3 separate regions of the Mus musculus genome follow, and all the other regions are linked to region 2. A link is a contact called in public Hi-C data. All regions are on one chromosome and are shown on one strand. The core of a region is the stretch at or near the end of the contact, and the rest is flanking DNA. Distances in the headings are between cores, read along the strand shown.

Region 1 (2,700 bases), core at 24-2,523, 210 kb before region 2:
TGGTCAGTGTTTAAGCATAGCATCAGAAAAGCAAACAGTATGGCTATCACAGAGCATATATGGAGGTCAGAGGACAACTTTTGAGAGTTGGTTCTCTCCTTATAGTATCTGGGTTCTAGGAATGGAACTCATGTTATCCAATTTGGTGGAAAACTCAATGAGGCACCTTTATGGCTTTACTTTTAAATAATAAACAAAACCGTGTTATTTATGAACAACATGGCCAAATAACACCATTTGTGTTTTCAGATAACGAATTCAGAAGTAATCTTGTCTGTGTGATATAATTTTATTGCTGCCCTCGAGTATGGATTAAAACAGAATCGACATCAGGTAGAGTAACACATTAGCTGTAAATTAACTCTAATCACAGAAATGTTCAGGCTTTATAGAGATTACTACCAGTTCAAGGTCATATCTGTAACGAGTTCCCAGCAAGTCACGATAACATACTGAGCCAAAAAGAAACTGGAGGGATGGTTTAAAGAGTAAGGGTGAATCTCCAAGTGTGAGACCCTGAGTCTGAATCTCTAGCATGTACATAAGAAAGTTGAGGGCTATAGAGAGACTGGGGACCACTGGGGTGGGCTGGCTGCCAGCTTTCCTCCAGGTTAAGCAAGAAGCTTTGTCCCAGGAGAATAAAGTCCACGTGTCACAGAAGAAGATTTTCAACCTTCTTCTCTGGCCACACATGTACACATGTAAGTAAAAGAAAATTTGAGAAAACAAACTTGGCCAATGAGATGATTCAGTGAGTAAAGGCTCCTACATCAAAGCGATCCGTGGGACTCACATGGTAGAACGAAAGAACAACTCTCACAAGTTGTCCTCTGAACACTACACGTGTGCCAAGGCAGGTGAAACCCCACGAAAACAAATAAATAAATAGGACGTAAAAACGACAAAAAAATAAAACAAGAAAAATCTGCTAATTAAATGAAAAGAACAAAACAAAAGCAAAAATCACAGTTACTATTGAGTCCTTCGCCAGAGGCAAATTCCTTTCTACATGGGTGCAGAATAGTTACTTTCACTCCGTGGGATTGGAGTGCTGGCGGCTCAGAGAGCACACTGTGACCTGTCTAGCATTTGTTGGTCACTGGAAAGACACCCCTACAGCTCCTTTCTCCTGTCACTCAGGAGGGCAAGGCCTGAATCCCTGTCCAATCAAAAGCACTGTTATAGGAGGATCCAATCGGATTCCCTGAGAAAGTAGGAGGGCGGGCATTGAACGAAGGTTCTTTTTATCCCCGCCCACTTACCACTACCCACCCACCACCATCGGGGTTGGGATCTGTCAGGCGCTTCTGCTTGGTATCTGCGATTCTCTGCCTCTTTCTGTCGTCAGTGCCCATCGCTGCTGGGGGAAGCTCCGTAATTAGGACCCTGGTGTCCAGGAACCGGAAATGGTGAGCGCATGGCGTCCTGACCTGGGCTCAGTGTTGGCACACCGCACCTTCCCGCCTGGCCCCTCCGGACGGTCCCGTCCAGCCAGGCACTGGTGTCCTGCCAGGGCTGATGGGTTTTCAGGCACCTGGGCCGGGGTGGCCGAGAAAGGCTTTTGAGAGTGGCCTGGCCAAGGCGTGCTGCGGAAAGAGCAGTCGTCGCTGCATCTAGGCCAGTGCGTTCCCGGACTCGCGCTGTGTTTTCTGCTGGGTTCTGAGTACGCCTTTGGGTGTGTGTGTCTGTTTTCATGTCTTTGTGGTTTTTGAACCGGACTCTCCAAATCTAGGTGTACGAGCGCCTGCCAGCACTATGGCTTTGCTGTCGCGAAGCATTTCCTTAAGTCACTTGGGTTCTCTAGGACGTTGGCTGTGTGAATCTTCTACCATTATTGAGAAGGCAGTGGCTTATTACCTCCCTACCTCTTCTCCACTGCTCATCACCTGCGGAGGTGGGTCCAGGGCTAGCTTGTATGCGTCTGCCTTTATGTGTCTGGGGATTGATCTGAATCTGTGTGATATGTCTGTATATATGGCATTGAGGATGGAATACCTGGAGATTTGTGCATATTAGACAAATTCTGTGCCAGGATAGAGACAGGGTCCCAGTGTAGGCCAGTGTGGCCTTGAATTTGCTATCTTCCTATATTGGCTTCTAAAATGTCTGGGATTATACTCATGCACCATCAGGGCTCATACTGGGTCCTTTTTGTGTAGAAGATTTGGAGAGCAGTGGGATGCTTTAAGTGGGGTTTAATGAGCTGTCCTAGTAGGAATATGGAAGACCTTGTTGCTTTGAGTGATTTGAACTGTGCGGACCTGACCAAAGAGGTTTCAGTGGCGAAGAACTTCAGTATGTGGCCTAGAGACTGCTTTTGTAATATTTTGGTGAAGTTTGTGGCTGCTTTTTGCCCTTGTCTGAAGAGTCTGCCTGAGGCTAAGGTGCATTGACAAAGGAATTCTCAGAAACACCCATCATAGACTTTGTTCTCTGGTTAAGTCTCAGGAGCATTTTTGAATAAGTTTAGAAAGGAAAAATATAAAATACATGGTTTGAGTATTAAAGGGGAACCAGGAAGTGAATCGGAGCTGAAACCTGTGTTCAAAGATATTAAATCGAATTAAGGGAGTGGAGCTTGGGGTAAGATCCCACCCAGCCAAATTTAGGTTCAGGTGTGGTAGTACAAGCCTTTAATCCCAGGAGACAGAACCATGCAGATGTCTGAGTTCAAGGTCAATCTACAGAGCAAGTTCCAGG
Region 2 (2,700 bases), core at 59-2,558:
AGGTTGATTCTATTGGTCTTTCATCTCTGTTACCTTAGGGGCTGGCAACCTGTCCTCCTGTCCTTCCATAAGACTCCCCAGGCTCCATCCAGTGCTTAGCTGTGGGTCTCTGTATCTTTCTGAGTCAGCTACTAGGTTGAGCCTCTCAGAGGACAGCCATGTTAGGCTACAATCTGGAGGCATAAAAGAGTATCATTAATACTCTTAATAGTGTCATTAATCATTAATAGTGTCAGATATTGGTGTTTGCCTATAGGATGGATTTCAAGTCAGGCTGGTTATTGGTTGGCCATTCCCTCAGTCTCTGCTCCATTCCCTATCCCTGAAACTCTTATAAACTGGATAAATTTTGGATCAAAAGTTTTGTGAGTGGGTTGGTGTCCCTATTGCACCATTGGGGTTCCTGCCTGGCTACAGGAGATGGCCTCTTTAGCTTCCCTATTCCCAGTGCCTAACAGCTTTCTACTCCTATTCTTCTGTACCCCTGTGTTATCATCTAGGGCTCTTGAGTGGATTTATTTTCTCTGTCAATTAAAAGAATAAAAAGGCAGGAAATATATCTTGGACAGGAAGTAACAGATAAGTTTCATCAAAGGTGAAGAAGTGCAGACAGTTGTTGGGAGCCGCCCCCACATTCGCCGTCACAAGATGGCGCTGACATCCTGTGTTCTAAGTGGTAAACAAATAATCTGCGCATGTGCCAAGGGTATTTTACGACTACTTGTACTCTGCTTTTCCCGTGAACGTCAGCTCGGCCATGGGCTGCAGCCAATCAGGGAGTGATGCGTCCTAAGTGAAGGATAACTCCTCCTTAAAGGGGACGGGGGTTTCCGCCACTCTCTCTCGCTGGCATCTCTCTGGCTCTGCGCGCCCTGCGCTCTCTCGCTGCCTAAAGATGTAAACAATAGAGCGCGCTCTGCGCTTTGGCGCGCCGGAGCGGAGCTCTGGCTCCTAAAGATGTAAGAATAGAAGGGGCTTTCGTTTTTGGGGCTGGGCGCTGGGCGCTTGCCCTCCTGGCTCCAAAAGATGTAAGCAATAAAGTTTTGCCGCAGAAGATTCTGGTCTGTTGTGTTCTTCCTCGTCGGGCGCGCGAACGCTATTAAGAGACAGTCAGAAAGACAGAGGGAAAGATTGCCTGCGGGGGAGAGACGGGCCAAGACCGTTTTTTCCCGTGGAGGGCTGGCTGGGGTTTTTTAATGTTTTTGCTGGGCTGAAATGAATCTCTTCTCCATAATTTAGGATTTATCAGTTTAGACAAAGAAAAGGAAGCTGACACACCCACTGCTTTGGGTAATGATGTCTAGGTCCATCCCTGCTGGTGAGAGAAAAGGCCTGCCAGCCTTTGTCTGAGATCAGGAGGAGGAAGAAGCATCGAGAAGCATGGCATCTGCATTTATCTCTCACTGGTCCCTTCCCCGATCTGTCTAGCTCCTATTCCCATACTCACCTTCTGATTTTTATGTCATGCTGTATTTCTTAGGTTTGCCAGTGGAAACCACATTGGTGTCACAGCACTGGTGTCAGGGAAAGGAGGAAGGGAGCTGAGGATAGTGTTGTAAAGCCCTGAAGTCATATTTCACAAGACCACACAGTATCAATGTCTGTGTACATTCAGCACATGGTCCTTGGGCTCTGGCTGCTTTGAGAACCTGGAGCCCTAATCTGAGCTCACGGATCCTCTCCTGCCACATACATCTCCAATGTCAGCAAACTATATGGGCTTAGGGAAAACTACTTTCTTTTGCCCTTCTTCAGATGCAGCCGTGTCTCAGGCTTTACACGCAATACCATCTATGGCCAAGACAGATGAAAAGTCTTCTCTACGAAGTGAGGGAGGAGGTAAACCAGGTGGACGTAGGTATTCATAAACAAGCAGGAGGCAGCCAGCTGTGGGAGGGCATGTGCAATTGCCGAACCACTGGTATCAGCAATCAGACCTGGGAGCTGAGTGGATGAAGAATAAAAATGAGCTGTTGGCTCCAGGGAGGTTCTGCTGTCACATCAAAAAGATTAAAGTTACCCGTGTCTTTCTGTGTCCTAATTGCATTCTGTCACATTGCTGTCTGTAGATAGTGTGAGAACCTACAGGAGCCAAACAAGGCAAATAGACCATTCCATTGTTCCACAGACCCTGTAGAAGGGGCTGAATGAACAGGATCATGGTGCTCAATACCGCCTCTTGTCCTTGCCCAGAATGTATGCTTTCCCATCTGGTGCCTTAGGCATACTTATACAGGGTAGTTCTGATGCCTTGATCAGGAATCTGTATGTGAATACTGAAGGTCCTGTTTCCCAGTTGGTTCTTGATCGATCAATAAAGATGCTAATGGCCAATGAGCTGGGTGGAATAGGCAGACTTCCAGTTTTCCCACAAGCAGGGTATCAGACAAGAGAGAATGGAGAAAGAGATTTGATGTGCTTTGGAGGGAGGGAGAGAGAGACACCAGCTATGTGAGATCTAGGGCGGAGTGACCATTGGCCACTTCCCCACTAGGCCTGGGGGTAGCAGGTGGCAGGTTAGAAACATAACTAAGCTGGGGGCAGGTTTAGGGTATTGAGCTGGGGCTAAAGGTAACTGAGCAACTGAAGCAGAGGACAGATTTAGGGTGCTGAGCTGGGAGTGAAAGAAGGGCATGAGCAATAGCCAAGGAAGGCTTTCCTTCATCCGTGGATCCAGGGGAACCTGGGTGGGGCTGATAG
Region 3 (2,700 bases), core at 97-2,596, 140 kb before region 2:
ATTTTTTTTTGATACTTAAAATTTACTTTCTGTAGACATTTATCAAGTGCTTATTATATGATAGGTGGAGTATGTTTGAGATGTTTGAACAATTTTAGTTTAGGGTATTTCCATAGCTCAGGCCAGCTCTGCCTCAGTCTTTGAAGTTCTGAGGTTACAGTCCCTTGCCCCCAAGCCCAGCTTCATTTTCTTGGCATTAGTTTGTTGGCAGCTGAAATAAACCAAGTTGGCCTTGTACTCACAGAGATCCACCTGCCTCTGCCTCAGGAACGCTGGGATTAAAGGGATGCGCCATCACAGCCCATGAACCCACATTCTTACCTCTCAGTATCAATTGATAAGTATCTTATTAGATTTCATTTTATTTCATGGGCAAAAGTAGAAGGCATGAGTTCCTCTGAAACTGAATTTACAGGCAGTTGTGAGTTGACAGATGTGTGAGCTTGGGAAGAGAACTAAGGTTCTCTGGAAGAGCAATACACACTCTTTAACCTCCTATCCTCCAGCCCTTTTATTTATTTCTGTAATTAGTTTTTTGCCTTCAAGTTTGAGGTGGGTACCCAAGATTCAACCTCTGGTTTCAACCATGCTATGGAAGCATTGTATTACAGAGTGTTTCTGTGTTGTGTGTGTTTCTGTTCTGAGACTGGCCTTGAATCCAGTCTGTAGCCTTGTCAGATGCCTGATTTTCCTGCCTCAGCCTCCCATGTACTGGGATTACAGGACCTAGCTAGACTGGTCTCTAAATTTGGCAGTCTCTTTATCCCCACCTCCCTTTCAAAAGTAAATAACAGTTGCGCTTAAATTTTTTTTTTTAATCAACTTTTGGAAAAGCGAAATGGCTCAGCGAGTAAAGGTGCTTGCTTCTAAACCCTATGAATTGAGTTCGATCCCCAGGACCCATAAGGTGCAAAGGGGCCATCAACTCTAGCTAATTGCCCTTTAACTTCCACTCATGCTCTGTGGGACACATGTTCTTCTGCCACACTTTTCTTTTAACTAAATACATGCAATTAAAATTTTTAAATTAACCTTTTGTATAAAAATTCACGGCGATCCCTATACTAGCCATTGCGTGTAGTGGACAGTGCGAACGCACGACTCTAGACGGCAGGTCCAGCTCTGGAAGGCAGGAGTAAGTTCCTAAAAGGAAAACTCCTTCACGTGTGTACTCGGGGGACAAGCCACGGGCCACAAGGACCCGCTGGGCTGCCTTTGTCTCTTCGCTTCCACTCTCTCCTGTCACTCCGGCCTTGCTAGCCATTCAGAGCAGCCAGACCAGCTGTCCAATAAAGGGCGCTGCCGAGCGGCGAGAGGCGGGTTTTTCGCCGCCATGCTCCGGGTTCCCCTTTAAGGCTGAGCGAGGTGCCACTTGAGCCGCGCTTGCGAGCTCCGCTGCCAGGACCTGTGGGGAGAGTGCAGTCGAGATCGGAAGCCGCGCCATGGTGAGCAAGGGGCTGCTGTCCTCAGACGGGGAGGAGAGGCGGGCTGAGCCCCGGGAGGCCGTCTGGTGGAGCCTCCTTGCGGCTGGAGCGGAAGCGCTGTTCTGGGCCCCGGCTCTGGTCAGCTCCGCCCCTCGGGCCGCGCTTGCGTAGAGCGCAGAGCGCGGTGGCAGGAGGCTCCGCCCCTCTCGCCTTTTCGGGTGACGTCACTTTGTTACGGGCTCTTAGGCAGTGTTGTGAGTCCAGTTCGTCTCAGTTATCTTTAAGAGGTTCTGTACTTCGCATTTCATTATTTAGGTTTAGAATACACTTAGAGTTAATTTTCGTGACAGTTATAAAGTCCTTTATTAATTTCTTACATATAGATGTTAAGGTGGCTCACTAATATTTATTAATGAAGGGAATTCCTTGAGTTTTCTTTGTTTCTTTGTCAAAAACAGCTAACTGTATTCTTTTACCTTTATTTCCTAATTTTCTCTTTATCTTTTTATTGTGAAATAGGACATTTGTTTTGGCTTTTGAAATAGGGTCTCTCTACGAAGTCCTGGCTCCCTCCGGAGCTCTCTTTGTAGACCAGGCTGGCCTTGCATGCACTCACAGATATCCTGCCTCTGCCTCCGGAATGCTTTGATTAAAGATGCTGGGCTGAGAACATTCTCCAGAGTAGATTGCTTTTATTATTGTAGTTTAAACAAAGTTTTACAGTCAGATGATAGTGCGCGCGCGCGCGTGTGTGTGTGTGTGTGTGTGTGTGTGTGTGTGTGACCTATTCTAGTGTGCTGACTGTTTTCTTTAGAGATAGACACTCATGACTCAGTCTATGCTTAAACTCGCTGTGTTACCGAGGGTTAACTTTGAACTTCTGATCTTTCTTTTTTCACTCACCGCAAGAGTGAGTGTAATTCAAAAAGTGAAAGAAACTCGAAGTACGGAACCTCTTAAAGATAACGCAGAGAAACTAGACCTGCAATACCACCCGATTAAAGACTAAAGATATGTGTCAGCCATTTCTGTCTTTATGTAGTGCTTCAAAAGGAACCCAAGGCTTCTTCCTGCTCCTCAGAAGGCTCTATACCAACTGTGCTACTTACCAGTCTCATGTGTTTTCCCTTCCCGCACAATCTTTATTTTTAAGATTTATGTATTTTATATGTTTGAATGTTTTGTATGCATATTACATAATGCCTAGTTCCCTCGGAGGGGAGAAGATGGCGGTAAGTCCCTTGAGCTTGAGTTGATGTTTGTGAACCCCACGGGT

What was found. A called contact is a pair of places that touch in the nucleus more often than the background predicts.
Region 1: a contact with region 2 is called in a Hi-C map of rod photoreceptor, with 1.9 times the contacts expected there. The contact joins the promoter of Zfp939 here to the enhancer-like site in region 2. A contact is called at or near these places in 3 of 39 promoter capture datasets (cranial neural crest, liver and neutrophils), 5 of 484 Hi-C or Micro-C datasets (microglia, muscle stem cells, natural killer cells and 1 more) and 4 of 115 datasets of contacts at active chromatin or transcription factors (bone marrow-derived macrophages and microglia).
Region 3: a contact with region 2 is called in a Hi-C map of rod photoreceptor, with 4 times the contacts expected there. The contact joins the promoter of Zfp619 here to the enhancer-like site in region 2. A contact is called at or near these places in 1 of 39 promoter capture datasets (pre-B cells), 13 of 484 Hi-C or Micro-C datasets (B cells, CD4 T cells, CD8 T cells and 9 more), 7 of 115 datasets of contacts at active chromatin or transcription factors (bone marrow-derived macrophages, effector CD8 T cells, memory CD8 T cells and 4 more) and 2 of 9 other capture datasets (adipose tissue and liver).

What each region holds. Positions count from the first base shown.
Region 1 is chr7:39,448,245-39,450,944 of GRCm38.p6, forward strand. It overlaps Zfp939 (zinc finger protein 939), which reads left to right and starts at 1,274. Exons shown (of 6, transcript NM_001243021.1): 1 at 1,274-1,409. The coding sequence starts at 1,407. It also overlaps the pseudogene Gm5590.
Region 2 is chr7:39,654,628-39,657,327 of GRCm38.p6, forward strand. No RefSeq gene overlaps it. Among named protein-coding and RNA genes, the nearest start is that of Gm26327, 26 kb to the left of the region's middle. Within about 2 kb of position 1,309, at least 90 of the 459 cell types and tissues checked have an H3K27ac peak or open chromatin away from gene starts, as enhancers often do. A contact at or near this core is called in B cells, CD8 T cells, Th1 cells and 12 more, where this site is marked.
Region 3 is chr7:39,516,420-39,519,119 of GRCm38.p6, forward strand. Zfp619 (zinc finger protein 619) reads left to right here and starts at 1,347. Exons shown (of 4, transcript NM_001004139.2): 1 at 1,347-1,445. The coding sequence starts at 1,443.